Linked DNA regions of Mus musculus: all the other regions are linked to region 1. Evidence: chromatin contacts called from public HiChIP or PLAC-seq and promoter capture Hi-C data. All regions are on one chromosome and are shown on one strand. Each heading gives the region's core, a stretch centred on a gene start, on an enhancer-like site or on the middle of the called end of the contact. The rest is flanking DNA. Distances are from core to core; before and after follow the strand shown.

Region 1 (3,600 bases), core at 562-3,061:
CATGCATGAACCATCAACCACTTCACTACAGGAGAAAAGACTAGACAGACTAAATGAAGACTTTGAAAGATTATGACTGACATACACACTGTGGATAAACACATGGAGGGGCACAGATGATTCCTGTACATGTGTACCACATGTTCTTACATGACAATATTCATATGTCATGTGCACCGATTCACACTTTCATCTAACAGCTACTAGATCAGGATGGGTACAAAACTGTAAATGGCAAGAAGAAAAAGACTGCTCTATCAATCCTCCTGATGACTTCTTTTTATCAAAGCTCTAAGCCTTATTTATAAATCTGTTGTGCATAAAAAAAATGACTTCTTGAATATGTGTGAGACTGTCATAAGTAGTACCAAATATGTCTGCTTGAAATCTGAGGTAGAAAGAACAGGGACAGCATTGTGTGACTGTAAGCTAAGGATCTCATCTGGAGTCTGACACTGACCAGTTAGGTGACTTAGGTTATGGAACAGAGCCTTTCTGGCCTTAAGCATGTGATCTATAGAACCCATGGTTGGTGGGAAGAACTTGGTACATCCCTTCCTACAGTATGAGTTACTGCTTCTTGTGAGGGAAGGAAAGGGCATGGTGTGGAGACCAGGACAGAGAAGAGCTGCAAACCAAGCAGATGAGGAGTTTCAAGTTTTTGAAAGACTGCGTGGACCCTGAGCCAGTCCATTTTATTGTCCCAAGTAAACAGTTTTGCACCCATCCTTTTATTTCTCTGCTCAAATGCAGGGCAGTTTAGGGGAAGGGGAGGGAGAGAGGAAGAGGGGGAAGAGGAAGGAGAGAAATGAAGAGGCGGTGGGGGGTGGGGGAAGAGGATGAAGGGGGAGGAAGGAGAGAGGAGAGAGAGAATATAGATATATAGACAGGAAAGATGTCCAAGGCATAACCATGGCTTTATTATACCTGTAATCAAGACACCCACCCCCCAAAAAAACCTAGGTTCTTTTAAAAAGGAGGTGAAAATCTATTTGTACACAGAATCAAGCTTTATATAAAGTAGAATTTTAATAGTTACCAGATTGCAAATTTGAGTTTCATTTTTAAAGACTACCTTTTATATAATTGGCTCCCATCTTTTATTTAATTATCCATTTGTTGTATGTATGCATGTGTATTCATCATGTGTTTATGTGCGTGCATGGGTGTTTCTGGGCGTCCCAGGGTGGAAGTGTGGCGGTCAGAAGACAACTTTGTGGAGTCGGTTCCCCTTCCACCAGGTGGTTTCTGGGTATCGAACTGAAATTCTCTCCCTTGGCTGCAAGGGCCCTTTACCTACTGAGCCACCCCGCCGGCCCTCCCAAAACTTTCTAACCTTACAAAGAGCATCGCACGCCGTAGCCTGAAGAAGCTAATCAAACATTTGGTACTGTTAAGGATCTGACGGTTTCCTACCTCTGTGGAGGAATAAAGGGCAGACAGAAGAGTAAAATGAGTCCTATTTCAGCATAAAGAAAGCTGGCAACCGCCGCCCATTGGATTGTCATCGTTTTGTTTTGTTTTTTCTTCACACCTATACAGAGAAAGATTTCAATTTTAGAGAAACATGGGTGAACGGCCAGACACGCGGCGTGGGGCCTGCCGGGAGTTCGCCTAACTCCGGGTGACGAGGCAGTGCGCCGGACGGCCCCGCAGGTTCTTCCCCGGTCCCGAGGTGGCTCGGGCCGCAGAACGCCGCGGCCCGAGCCGCCGGACGCGAGGTCAGCAGCGGGGCCGCCCGCCGCCCGTCAGGCTTACCCGCCGCCGATCGCTCCGCGTGCCCCGCCGCCCGCCTGCGCGCGCACGTCCCACGCCGCCGGGAGCGCGCCGGGCCCGGCTGAGGTCACACTGGCGCGACCGCGCCTCCCGCGGCCCTTGTTTCCTGGTGCGCGGCGTGAGGCGGCCGAGGCTCCTCCACGTGGGCTCGGTATCCCCGGAGGGCTGATCCCCGATGCGGCTGATGCCGGATGACGGGAGCCAGGGCCCGGGTCTATGGTGGGACCCAGCCAGGTGCCCTAGGGTGGTAACCTGCCTCCCTGCCCGGAGCTAAACTGAATTTAAGTCATGGCCCAGGCCTGGGGGGTCTGTGGAGCGTTTTGTGTTTTGCATGCTGTTTTCCTGGTCCTACCGTGCCCATAGGCAAGACCAGGCAACTTGTGGGAACTGCTGGGTCTACTCCTTTACCTAACCATATTCCCTTAGGTAACTAGATAGGCCCCAGAAACCTTTGAGGGTGGATGCTCTCATGCTTGGTTAACTTTGCATTCCACCTCTGGTTTCCCTGGTAACACTAGAAAGAAAAACCTAACTACTGCCTCTCCTTAGGCTTTCTGGTCAATTCCTGTAATATCCCTGCTCCAAGTAGAGACTTGGCATCCCGATAACATTACATACTACATTACATACTGTCTCCATTAAGCTGGCCAGGAGTTCACTATCCAGGAAAAAGGATTCACTTGGAGATGTGTTAAAGAGGTGGGAGGGATAATTATTCCATTAATACGACGCAGCACTTACACATCCCAAGATGGCACTCCTTGAAGGAGCTTCCTTCTGCCCTGTGGCAGTAGTAAGCTTGCTTGGTTTTCTGGGTTCTAATTCAGAAAAGCCTAACACCTGCCTCTGTTTTTCTTTAGTGGATGGCCAAAAGCCTAAGCAAGCTTTCTGCTGATAATGGGCTTTCTCATTTCTGAATACCTGCCCCCTCCCGGAAGTACTGGTAGACCTTCATTTCTGAACAAGGCAGTGTTATTGGACCCTTTATGCCTAAAGATGTAACTTTTGTCTTTTTCCTCCTCTTCTCCATCCCCTTGGCTACCTTTTTTTTTTGTTTTGTTTTGTTTGTTTTTAATTCCAAATTAATAGTATTGCCCTTTAAAAAAAGCTTTGGCATTCTTTTATTAACAAAACTAGGAATCTAAAAGGGAACTCCAAATACTTCCAGGTTTTCAACATATGTGAATATTTGCAAATCTCAGAATGTAACTTCAAAAGGTTAAAAATCCCCTGTAAGGCTGTTGTGCAGTTGCTCAGATGCTTAATTTAATCATGACTTTTGAGCAGCCCATGTTCATTTGGGTTTGTAGTGTCCTTCTGCTAAGTGTCTATTAGAAATGTCTATGCGCCGGGAATGGTGGCGCATGCCTTTAATCCCAGCACTTGGGAGGCAGAGGCAGGCAAATTTCTGAGTTCGAGGCCAGCCTGGTCTACAGAGTGAGTTCCAGGACAGCCAGGGCTATACAGAGAAACCCTGTCTCGAAAAAACAAAAAACAAAAAAACAAAACAAAAAAATGTCTGTGCTTAAATCTATGGTACGCTCTTTAGAACCTTCTTTGCGAGTGCACATGTATATGGTGGTGGAGGGCAAAGGTGGATGGCAATGTCTCCCTCACCACTTGCTCACGTTTTCTTGTTTTCTCGTTTTCTTGTTTCTTGTTTTCTTGTTTTGGAGAGTGTTTCTGAAGCTTCTGTGACTACATGAAACTCCAGCTCGAAAACAATAAACTCCAATTCTGCTTCTTACTAAGCCTCTGAAATTCCTCCCCCACCCCTGCCACTTTTCTTTTTTCTCTTGGTGGCACAGTCAAGAATTCCTGTTT
Region 2 (3,600 bases), core at 661-3,160, 430 kb after region 1:
TGTGCATACAAGTATTAGACGTCACTGTCCTTTCTATACCATCTGTGTAAGATGCTGTCTAGTTCCCCTTCCTAGTGAGACAAGCATCTGATTTGGTGTGGGAACAATTAAAACTATGATTACCCTATTCTCAAAGCACCCAAATGTCCCAAATTAAAAATCTAAATAGCAATCTTTCACATTCACAGAGCACTAACATCCAGGGTTTGTGTGTTTTAAACAAGCTAAGAATGCATTAATTTTATAACCCATTCAACATATAATTAATTCTACAAAGGAATGAAAATCTTCCTGGGAGGAGGGCGTAAGGGAAATGAAGTGAATGGCCCTTTAGTGTTTTCACTGTGTGAAAGGCATTGTGGACACACAAATCCCACACCAGCAGCATCAACAAATAAAAGCTGCATGCATGCTCGCCTCACACCACCAAGGAAAATACTTGTCCATTTGCACACCACGGCATTTCAGCCCGGGCTCCTGCAAAACCTGGGGTTTGGTCATATTGTGTAAACACGCATGTGTGTCTGGTGTGTCAGGGAGAGGTGGGAAGCATAAGGGGTGGGACTCGCCAAAAGCAGCTATTTAAAACAATCCCTTTCTCTCCCATTCATTCTCTCTAGCTTCAGTGTCTGGCGTGGTCCTTAGATGCTGGCTGGCTTTTCATTAAGACAACTGACAAAGCTCTTAGAACTTCCCATGGTGTTATTTTTTTTTCCACACACTTTAAAAAGAACATCAAAATCATTCAATATATGTTTTGTATCTTTTTTTTTAAAGAAAGAAAATCATTGGCCTATTTCCTCATGCCAAAGACCCCCTAGGTATCAGGCTAAATATGCTCCTTTGTTATATGTCCAAAAATATCGCCACCACATGGTATTGGAAAAACTGGAAAATAAATTATTCGTATTCCAAGAATGTCACAGCTATTATCGTTAATTTGTTTTACCTCAGCGAGTCCGATTTCACACTCTTCTCACTGAGTCCTACATGCTTCGCCCTTTCTCCCAGAACACTCCATTAATAAATCTAAAGGGCTGAAAAGAGGCCGCCAAGCGCCCTTCATGCACAATGGTACTCCCGGAGCCTGAGACATCTCCAACCACGGGAAAGTTAACGATCCAGCAAGATGCCCACCCTAAATCGCCCCGGAAAGAGAGGTGACAGAGGGGCAGCGGGAGCGCAACCTCTCCTTTCCCCACCTCCAGAGAAAGGGAGGGCATGACAAGAGAGCTGAGTAGGAAGGTGGGCGAGTGGGAGCGACCGAAATGGGTGCTGAGGGGGTGGGCGTAATGGGAAGGTGGAGAGCACGGGGAAGGTGGGGAGCTCAGCCCGGGGTTCAAGAGCGAGGCGGGGTTCGAGAGTGAGGCGGACGCGGCGGCCGGGGCTCAGGGCGCGAGGGGGCCGGTCCTCACCGTTGAACGCCCCTGCTTCCGCGGCCTCCTCCTCCTCGCCGTTCTCGGAGTCGGAGCGCATGGGCTCCTCGGCGAAGTTGACACCCTTACTGGGGATGCCGCCCCCGGCGGCTGCGCCCGCGTCCCCCCAGGTCCTGCCCTCATGGCCGAAGCGCGCGGCGCCCTTGCGCTCGTTCTCCTGCTGCAGCCGCGTGAAGTGCTGCAGCGCGAACTCCAGCAGGTCGGCGGGCTGGTGCCTCAGCACCTCCACCGTGAAGCCCTGCAGCAGCTCCGTGAGCCCCGCGGGGATCTCGATGCTCATCCTGCCCGTGCACGCCGAGGCGCCTGGACGCCGCCCTCGCCCCCTATCCGCGGTCCGGTCTCGGGCTGCGCGGCTCCCGAGCGAGCGCCCCGGGCGCTACCGGCTGCGAGCGCGGCGCACTGGGCCCCCGGCGAGGCTGCTCCGTGCGGCGGCAGCAGCAGAGCGAGCACAGCCCGGGGAGGGTTGGCAGCATCTCCAGCTCCTCCCGCTCCTGCTCCCGCCGCCGCTGCGCCGCCCCCCGCCCGGCGCCCCGCCTCCGCCCGCGCGCCCACGTGATCCCCGGAAACCATGGCAACCCGGCGGGCGGGAGCACTGCCGCCTCTCAAGTGGCCCCAGGGTGGAGGCAGCCTGAGCCTGGGGCGTGGGGCTGAGGCCGCGCGCTCCACCTGAGCTCCCTGAGCGAATCCCACGCACCTTTCTCCCTGTCCCACGCAGAGTTGGTGCGGCGCAATTCCTGCTGAAACTTCAGCCTCCACCTTGGTGGCTTTTCCTTTTCCTAGAATCCAACCCCAAGAGAAACGTGCGTGGTGTCTTTTGTTAGTCGCACAGCCCTACTGGTTCTCTTCTGGATAAAAGAGATGCTGCCACTTGTCTGTCACAAAATTTTCTTTAATTCCGCCTTTTAGCCTCGTGGCTGTGATGGTTTGCCTTACAGATGCTCTGCCACACTCTGCTTAGTACATTTCCTACTGGTTACTGAGACAAAGGCCGCATTTATTGTGTAGCACTTAACAAAGTTAGTTGATCCTTCAAGACAGGATACAGGGTAGTCAGGGCAGCTGGACAGACAACTAAGGGTGTGTTACCTGATTAGCCTCTTGTTGCTTATTTTTAAAACCTTTCCTGACACTTTGCGTCACTTCAATTAAATCTCCAAAATTTGAATATAGCAATAAAAAGGAAAAGAGAACTACACATTTGTGCTTTTTAAAGAAAACCCTTGTCTTTAAAACGAGCCTATTCTGAGAATTTTGAAACAGAAAAATTTATCTTTTGCCAAATTAAACGCTGTATAAATATGCATACTTTATTTTCTACGATGCCCATTTCATTGTAAAGCAGTCCAAGTGCAAACTCACTTGAGTTTTATTTTATTCTTAAGTTTTATTTATTTATTGAGTTTTATTTTATTTCCTTAGTTGTTCTCACTTACCTTTCTGCCCACACATAAGGAAAATATGTGACTCACGAAACCCAAAACCTAGAAATCAAAAATATCATTTCGTTTTATTTTTTAAAAATTGCTTCTTACCCATTTGTTTACAATGTTTATTTATCTTTTTTTTTCATAAGGGAATTCATTTCTCAAGTTCAGTTTCTTAACCTCATAATAATAATACTGGTGTGTGTTTTTTTTAAAATAACATACTTCTAAATTGTAATTGTGTGGTGTATAAGAAATAAACTCAGAAAAATGTGGTCTTCACATGAGGCCATATGGAACACAGTATTAGTCAAGTTCTCTACCGAAATGTTTTGCAGATCCAATAATCTAAGATGTATTTCTATCATGTTTCTCCCTACTGCTCAGCAGAAAATGCAAAGAATACTAGTTAAGATGGGATTTTATCGTTGCGGTCCTCAATGTCGATCAAGAATCCTCGCTCATTCAAGCTCATTGCTGTGTAATTCTGGCTTTGTGGCTCCTCCACCTCCAGTCATTTCCTCTAAGTCAGCTAACAGGAAAGTGGGGAAGAGAAAGGAGCCTCCTTCCGGCAGCAAACACTCATCTTTTCTTTTGGCTACAACTTCTGACCACATACATTTTATTTTCTGAAAGTGAGTAATGGTACCTCCCAGCCCATGTGCTCTTCCACAGAACAACTTTACCATTCCTAAGCCCGGAGTGCAACGCAAGGGGGATTGTGACTGCTTTGGCCAGTG
Region 3 (3,600 bases), core at 798-3,297, 370 kb before region 1:
GAGCATGTTGCTCTTAGCAGAGAAGAGGAGGCAAGTCTGAGGTGGGCTCAGTGAGCTCCAGATTCAACGAGACACTGTCTCAATAAATAAGGAGGATAACGGAGAAAGATACCAGATGTCAACCGATGGCCCCCACGCACATGCGTCACACGCAAGCGCAAAAACCCTTATTTAGTTTTTGTTTTTAGTAGTGTTGGTTCCTGTGAGCGAGGTGGTCAGGAAAGCAGCCAGTCTCTTGAGAGTGTTGAAGGTGGCTGACCCTTTATAAAGAGAGAGTTCACTGACCAGGGGCAGGGGGCCAGCAGGACTTGTCTGCTACTGTAGCAAAAGCCAGTCTCAGAAAAGAGGAGTTGTGGGCTGGAGAGATGGCATTGTGGTTAAGAGCACTGACTGCCCTTCCAGAGGTCATGAGTTCAATTCCCAACAACCACATGGTGGCTCACAACCATCTGTAATGGGATCCAATGCCCTCTTCTGGTGTGCCTGAAGATAGCAACAATGCACTCATATACATAAAATAAATAAATCTTTAAAAAAAAAAAACCACCAAAGTGTTAAAGAAAGGAAGGAAGGAAGGAAGGAAGAAAAGAGGAGTTGAATGTCACCTGCAACTTGGGTAGATGTAAACCAATATAAAACTTTAGTTCATGGCCCTAAAGGTTGAGCAAGGAGCATAGGTTGGCATTATATTATTAGACACCCATTGCAGAATGAAACCCTTTCGACTGTAGGGTACTCTCAATCCCTGCAGGCTGTGCAGCCAGCCGTTGGGAATCCCAAGCATCTGCGGGGCCAAATACTGGAGAAACTGCATCGGGGCAAGGGCTGATTTGGAGAATAATTAACACAGGTTTCTAAACTCCAAGAACAGCGAACTCTATGGTCTAATGATTATAAACTTCCCTAGGCCCAATTTCGTTTCAGCTGAGTTAAAAACTGACCAATCAGCCGCTTAATCCCTTCTCCTTGTGATGGCTGGAAAGCAATCACACCTGACTAGTCTAACAGCTGACTTAAGCTCCCTCATTCCAGGGTCAGACTAAGGAACACTTAAGGCAGACAAGTTGGGCTCTTACAAAGGTTTGGGGTCTGTGGTCCCCAAGCTCTTTTTCCTTTCTAAGGTTTCCCCAGTGACAGAGACCTTCTGTTTACCCCCACTTAACCTTGAAGCGCTATGAGAGGCTTCCTTAGAGCACCCCCCCATTTCCCCTCCCTGCGTGCTTAAGGTGGTTGCAGGATTCTGTTTGTAGTGTGGAGAAGGGTGTCTCATCAAAAATCTCCAACTTCCTGGCTGTGTCAACCCTTCCACCGTGAAGTGGGAAAAGGAATTCAAGAAATTACCCGGGATCAGGTAACACAGGTTATTTTGTGTATATTTTAACAGAAGAGAATTCAGAGCTATAACCCCCTGGGTACCAGAGATTATAGGTACGTCCCGAATAAATTCGTGCGCAAAGAATGTGCAGCCACTGGTGTCCTTCCTATGAAATAGGAAGACACCACACATGTAGCACCCACCCACGCAAAGCTCTAGCTCTTTGATCCTGAGTCGTGGTGTAAGGATGCTTATAGGAGCTCAAGTTCCTAAGAGCCAGACAGGTTGACCCTTTTTCTAAGGGCTTAACCTAGCTCACCTCCCTCTAGCGCTAGTTGCCAGAGTTCCTAGCCTTGGGCACATTTCGTGACTCACTTCTTATAAACGTAAATGTATAAGTCCGCGGTAGGTCCTACCGGCCCCCTTTGCCGGCCGATCTACACACCTACCTCCGGGACCAGCCCCGACGCATCCCTCCCCAGCTTGCTCCACTTGGGAAGCGCGCCCAGAAACGGACCCGCCAGCCCACGCTGGGAACTCAAGTACCAATGCCCTACAGCTTCAGCAGACGCTGCCTTAAAACAAAAGAGGCGCCTGGGGAGGTGGGACCTGGACCTCAACCCCCACCCCTAGCCAACTTGCTGTCCTCCGCCCCCTCCGCCCCCGCTCTCCATGTGCGCATGAGCAGAGACGCCTCCCTCGGTTCCTCCCTAGGCGAAACTTTCTAATTCCCTTCTTTGGGCCGGTGGGCTGCCAGGAGCGGGTTGAGCGCTCGCCCAGCCGGGTGAGGAGAACAAAGTAGTTAAGCGACTTGACCCCCTTCCTGGGCCCAGCCCCCGCTTCCGTGGGAGCGGCAGGAAATGGAAGGGCCCCTCTCCTCTCTCCCAACATTTGCCTTTTCTCCCCGCTACCTCTCCAGAAAGGAAGACCCGAAGAAAAGACAGGCAGCTTGCCTGCTGCGTCCTCCTTCCCGTGCCGCGTCCCCTCGTCTGCGAGGACTGGACATGGGGCTGCTCCAGGTGTTCGCCTTTGGTGTCCTAGGTAACTCAGTAAGGGTTGGGGGGAGGGGTGTGCTCCGGCATTAGGGAAGAAAACCCCCAAACCGGTTTGCCCCCGCTTTGAAGGCAGTTTTGGGGGATCGGGGGAGAGAGAGTGGTTGGAAATGACGCCGTGAGATCGCCACCGCTCTCGCTTCGGTGGTGGCCAGGGACCGCGCACGCGGAGCTCCGCGGACCCGCATCCACTGGGTTCTGCGCACAGAGCTCGCGCTCCTGCAGGTTTCCGAGGTGATCGCTCCAGGGCTTTGCACCTTTTACCAGTTAAACGCTGTTTCCCCACTGCGGAAGGCAGGCTCCCTGCTGTGGCTGGGCAGACTGCGGAGGGTCCTGGAAAAACCAATTACGCACAAAAGTGTCGGGGCCCAGAGCAGGCTTCGACTTGGGAACAGATTGGAGCCATGTGGCTTTAATTAACCATCCTTGTTTGTCTCGGGGTGGCACCATGAACAGTTGGGCCGGGTGCTTTGCTGGAATGGCGAAGCGTTGAAGCCACTACAGAGACACACCAGTCGTCTCTAGCTCAGGGCTTCTGTGGCAAACGCGGTGCCTCACCCGGCGCAATCGCCGGTGACCCTGGCGCGTGCACGCGGACATATTTTTGTGCCCCCCCCCCGCCCCCAGACTAACCACACTCACACCGAGGATGCGCGCACTGCCATGTGCACGCGGGTTTTCATTAGCGGGTGTGCAGCGCTTGGCAGGGTCAACCTCACTGCGCCCTGGTCCAGGCACTTCGAAGTGACCGGATCACTCTGTCCACCTTTCATAGAGGGGTAGATCAGAGTAGACAAAAAAGTCAGTTGTATTTTCTGGGTGCTGCGCTCAGCTGACTGCTAGTCAAACCTAATGACGATTCTGAGTCTTTTTTTTTTCTTTCATCCTTCTGTCTTTTCCTTGTCCCAGCTTTCCAGGCCTTTTCTGCGCCTATCTCTCCACCGTGTTTTTTCTATGTAGTCTCCTTTCTTTTTAATCCTCTCTGTCTGCCCCTCCTGCTGTTTTCTTTTGCCCTGGCTTGTCGGTTGCTTTTTTTTTTTTTCTTTCTTCCTAACCTTGTTGCTTTTCTTTTCTGTAGCCCTATGGGGCACCCGAGTGTGCGCTCAGGAACCGGAGTTCAGCTATGGCTGCGCAGAAGGCAGCTGCTACCCTGCCACTGGCGACCTTCTCATCGGCCGAGCGCAAAAGCTCTCCGTGACTTCGACATGTGGACTGCACAAACCAGAGCCCTAC
Region 4 (3,600 bases), core at 786-3,285, 270 kb after region 1:
TAAAGCTATTTGGGCATGGATATTTGTGTGTTCATGTACACATTTATACATGGTCTATGATCTTGTTGAATAGTTACATTAAAAAAAAACCCTCACTAAATATGAGAATTCTTAAAAGAGAGACAATCTCCTTCTAATTCCCTGCCTCATGCTCACATATAACGTGGCACCTGGCTGTGAGTCGGGAGTAGAACTTGCTGCCCAAATGACGATTGATTAAGCGTCTGGGGCCCCCATTGGCAAGGAGTGTTGAGTGCTGTTTCATGAGGGCGCTGATCCAGTGACTTGCTTCCCTGTGTGTTTCTTAAATAAAGACACTGCACTATTGGGGAATAATTTGCCCTCAGCCGCTTTCTAACCTTGTCTTTATATGGAGCACATTTTTAGTGAGCTTGGAGGACCAGTTTCCTCTGTGTACCAGAAATGGCAAACAATTTGCCTGAGCATGCGGTAGATAAAGAACCAGGAGCCATTAATGTCAAGTAGAGTTTCCAGTCAAAGCAGGAAAATAAAAGGAAGTGAAACCAACATTTGCTAATTTCTTGCATGGGGACAGATTATATTAATTATAATTAATAATATATTAATTATATTAATAGTTTAAATAAGAAAAAATTAAATACTGATAATTTTAGAACTTTTAAAGACCTATTTTGTTTTCGTTTTATGTGTTTGAGCATTTGCCTTCATGTATATATATGCTCCATCTGCGTGTCTGCGGAAGGAACACAGAAGGGGTCACCAGATCCCTGGCAGTGGAGTTACAAGCAGTTGTGAGCCACCATGTGGGTGCTGAGAACTAAACCCTGCTCCTCTTCAAGAGTCCTTAACCCCTGAGCCATGTGTCAGCACCAGCTTAGCACTGAGTACTTCTGTGTCATGCAAGCAGAGTCTATACATGTAGCTTCTGTAATTATACCAAGCACGTATTATCATCTCCACCTGACTTACGACTGAGCTAAGACTAGGTCACCTTATAGTGACTATAGTTTAGAATTCTGCCACTTACATGGCACTGAAATCTTGAGAGCTAAACTTTATAGTCACTTGGACCATACTGACTGGTAAGAATCGTCATTGGTTCTACTGACTTTGGAGACTTGCAGTGCCTATATAGAATACAGAGCATAGTCTAGAAAGCTTTTTTTCTCGATATTTCAACTAAGACAGTGTCTTAGATAGGGTTTCACTGCTGTGAACAGACACCATGACCAAGGTAAGTCTTATAAAGGACAACATATATTTGGAGCTAGCTTACAGGTTCAGAGGTTCAGTCATTATCTTCACTGTGGGAAGCATGGCAGCATCCAGGCAGGCATGGTGCAGGCGGAGCTGAGAGTTCTACAACTTCATCTGAAGGCGGCTAGTGGAAGACTGGCATCTAGGCAGCTAGGATGAGAGTCTTAAAGCACACACCCACAGTGACACATCTACTCCAAGGCCACACCTACTCCAACAAGATCACAGGTTTTATTTATTTATTTTTTTTTATTTTTTTTTATAAAGAATTTAGACTGACCAATTCAGAGTCTGCCATTTATTTATTTATTTATTTATTTATTTATTTATTTATTTATTTTTTCGAGACAGGGTTTCTCTGTGTAGCCCTGGCTGTCCTGGAACTCACTTTGTAGACCAGGCTGGCCTCGAACTCAGAAATCCGCCTGCCTCTGCCTCCCAAGTGCTGGGATTAAAGGTGTGCGCCACCACGCCCGGCGATCACAGGTTTTAATAGTGCCACTCCCTGGGCCAACCATATTCAAACCATCACAGACAGAATTTGAACTACTTCTCTTACTTAGCAACATCAAAATATCTCATCTTGGGCCTCTTTAGTAAGAAATGTAAACGTCATTAAAGTCTTTACCTTTTAATAAACGTAAGTGGCTTCCTGAACTTGTTTCATAGCAGTTAACATTAAGTTTATAAAGATCACAACTTCTCTGGATTGAGGTAAAGTCATGGCTAATCTGTGAGTTGATTGGCTTGCAAATGTCCTAGGAGCTCAGTAAAGCACAGGAGGGTTTCTAGAGAGGGTTTCCTGAGGGAGGAGCCTGCCCTGAGCTAGGTCCAGCCATCCTCAGCTGGGCTGGAGCTGAGAGGGAAGGAAGCATGCCAGCAGCACCGGCATTCTCTGTTTGCTGGCCACCACCTGATGAGCTGTTCTGCCCCTCCGTGCCTTCATGATGGACTGAACCTCAGAAGCTATGAGCCCAGATAACTCACTCTTCTCTTCATTGTTCATTTCAGGAAAAACTGACAAATACAGATCATGTGACAGGTCCAGCCTTCAGAGTCAGACATATAAAGCTATGGACTGTCTTTTCATGTTTTAGATGGAGTTGGCTGTGGGCCCCCTTTGCAGGCGAGTGTCGGATCTGGGAAAGTCCTATCGGATGCTGAGGTCATTTAGGTGAGACCTTACTCTTTATTATTGTAAGCGAATCATCTTACTAGCAGGTCAGTCCTTTCCTCCTATTTGGGTTAAGCTTTACAACATTGTCAACATTCATTTTATATTCTAACAATTCCACTATGAGATGGATCATCTTAGAAGTTATTGTTTAAATCAGAGAACCATCTAGCATTATATACGGTAGCTAATACCATAGTGGAAATGTATGTTTTTCTCTGTTGAATTTTAATTCACAGGTTGAGCTGATGTGTGCTTTCTAACTTCCTATTCTTGCAGAAGCATATTAAGCAGAAACACTAGGAAATGCATTCTAATACAGGCATGGGTTTTTTTTTTCTGAAAATTTTATTCATGTACATTTTTGTTCTTTTCTGGTTTTGTTTTTTTCGGGGGTGGCGGGGTGGGTGGCAAGGTTTCTCTGTGTAACAGAGCCCTGGCTGTCCTAGAATTCACTTTGTAGATCAGGCTAGCCTATAACTCAGGATCTCTGTCTACCTCCCTCTGCCTCCAGAGTGCTGGGATTAAAAGTATGCACCACTAGGCCCAGCTGTTCATGTACATTTTCAATTCAATCTAGTTTGAAAAGTATAGAATATAATATAAACATACACAGCTATTGACTAAAACAGCTCAGTGGTGAGATTGGGGAATGGGTGAGGGAGCTCAGGCAGATGCAGCTGACCACCAGGTCTTGGGTTGAGCTTCCTGCAGACCAGCTCAAAAGGAGGGATAGTGAGCTAGTTCATATGCATAATCTAAAATATATCAACTTAATGAAGTTGATCTTTCCACTATGAAACACTTGGTTCTGAAAACATCACACAGCTTAATGACTTCAGTAGTAGATGCTAAAATATAAGGTCACCGGTGGTGCTCATATGGCTATTTATTCTGTAGATTTCCAGATTTTTCACATAATAACCCATAGAAAATATTCACACTAAAAATGTGGCCAACCCTATAGGCTGGAAAGATCTTAATAGTAAACATGTATAACAATGCTGTGAGTCCAGCATGCTGCATGGAAGGCTTTTACACACACTGACCAAATGTGTTTCTGAAAACTGGCTCAGTCTTGAAAACTAGGCAGTAGTATGCCCTCCCGATGAAGGCTGTGCTCTCTCACATCATCAAGCCATTGTCATAGCCGTGTAGGGAGCCAGGATTGTTGACAGGGACCATGT

Evidence for each region. Promoter capture Hi-C pulls out the DNA fragments that hold promoters and counts their contacts. HiChIP or PLAC-seq counts read pairs in DNA pulled down with a chosen protein or histone mark.
Region 2: a contact with region 1 is called in a promoter capture Hi-C map of hippocampal neurons, with 2.1 times the contacts expected there. The contact joins the promoter of Prkar2b here to the promoter of Bcap29 in region 1. A contact is called at or near these places in 2 of 39 promoter capture datasets (the HPC-7 cell line and hippocampal neurons) and 3 of 484 Hi-C or Micro-C datasets (CD4 T cells, muscle stem cells and uterus).
Region 3: a contact with region 1 is called in a promoter capture Hi-C map of the C10 cell line, with 2.1 times the contacts expected there. The contact joins the promoter of Lamb1 here to the promoter of Bcap29 in region 1. A contact is called at or near these places in 2 of 39 promoter capture datasets (the 3T3-L1 cell line and the C10 cell line) and 1 of 9 other capture datasets (pancreatic islet).
Region 4: an H3K27ac HiChIP or PLAC-seq map of embryonic stem cells shows a contact between it and region 1, with 12 read pairs. The contact joins the enhancer-like site here to the promoter of Bcap29 in region 1. A contact is called at or near these places in 8 of 39 promoter capture datasets (3T3-L1-derived adipocytes, the C10 cell line, the HPC-7 cell line and 4 more), 1 of 15 datasets of contacts at CTCF or cohesin (the NIH/3T3 cell line), 2 of 484 Hi-C or Micro-C datasets (cochlea and nephron progenitors), 12 of 115 datasets of contacts at active chromatin or transcription factors (the SCID.adh cell line, VIP interneurons, acute myeloid leukemia and 7 more) and 1 of 9 other capture datasets (adipose tissue).

Annotation. Positions count from the first base shown.
Region 1 is chr12:31,632,847-31,636,446 of GRCm38.p6, forward strand. It overlaps Bcap29 (B cell receptor associated protein 29), which reads right to left and starts at 1,812. Exons shown (of 8, transcript NM_001164090.1): 1 at 1,759-1,812; 2 at 1,417-1,534. The coding sequence starts at 1,508.
Region 2 is chr12:32,059,367-32,062,966 of GRCm38.p6, forward strand. It overlaps Prkar2b (protein kinase, cAMP dependent regulatory, type II beta), which reads right to left and starts at 1,911. Exons shown (of 11, transcript NM_011158.4): 1 at 1,416-1,911. The coding sequence starts at 1,716. It overlaps Gm51992 (a long non-coding RNA gene), which reads right to left. Exons shown (of 3, transcript XR_003950224.1): 2 at 3,547-3,600; 3 at 2,853-2,917.
Region 3 is chr12:31,263,246-31,266,845 of GRCm38.p6, forward strand. It overlaps Lamb1 (laminin B1), which reads left to right and starts at 2,048. Exons shown (of 33, transcript NM_008482.3): 1 at 2,048-2,356; 2 at 3,446-3,600. The coding sequence starts at 2,320. It overlaps Gm32899 (a long non-coding RNA gene), which reads right to left and starts at 1,847. Exons shown (of 2, transcript XR_381427.4): 1 at 1,765-1,847.
Region 4 is chr12:31,898,561-31,902,160 of GRCm38.p6, forward strand. Cog5 (component of oligomeric golgi complex 5) reads left to right here. Exons shown (of 23, transcript NM_001163126.1): 19 at 2,337-2,413. It also overlaps the pseudogene Gm35666. Among named protein-coding and RNA genes, the nearest start is that of Hbp1, 50 kb to the right of the region's middle. Within about 2 kb of position 2,036, at least 14 of the 459 cell types and tissues checked have an H3K27ac peak or open chromatin away from gene starts, as enhancers often do. A contact at or near this core is called in the HPC-7 cell line and embryonic stem cells, where this site is marked.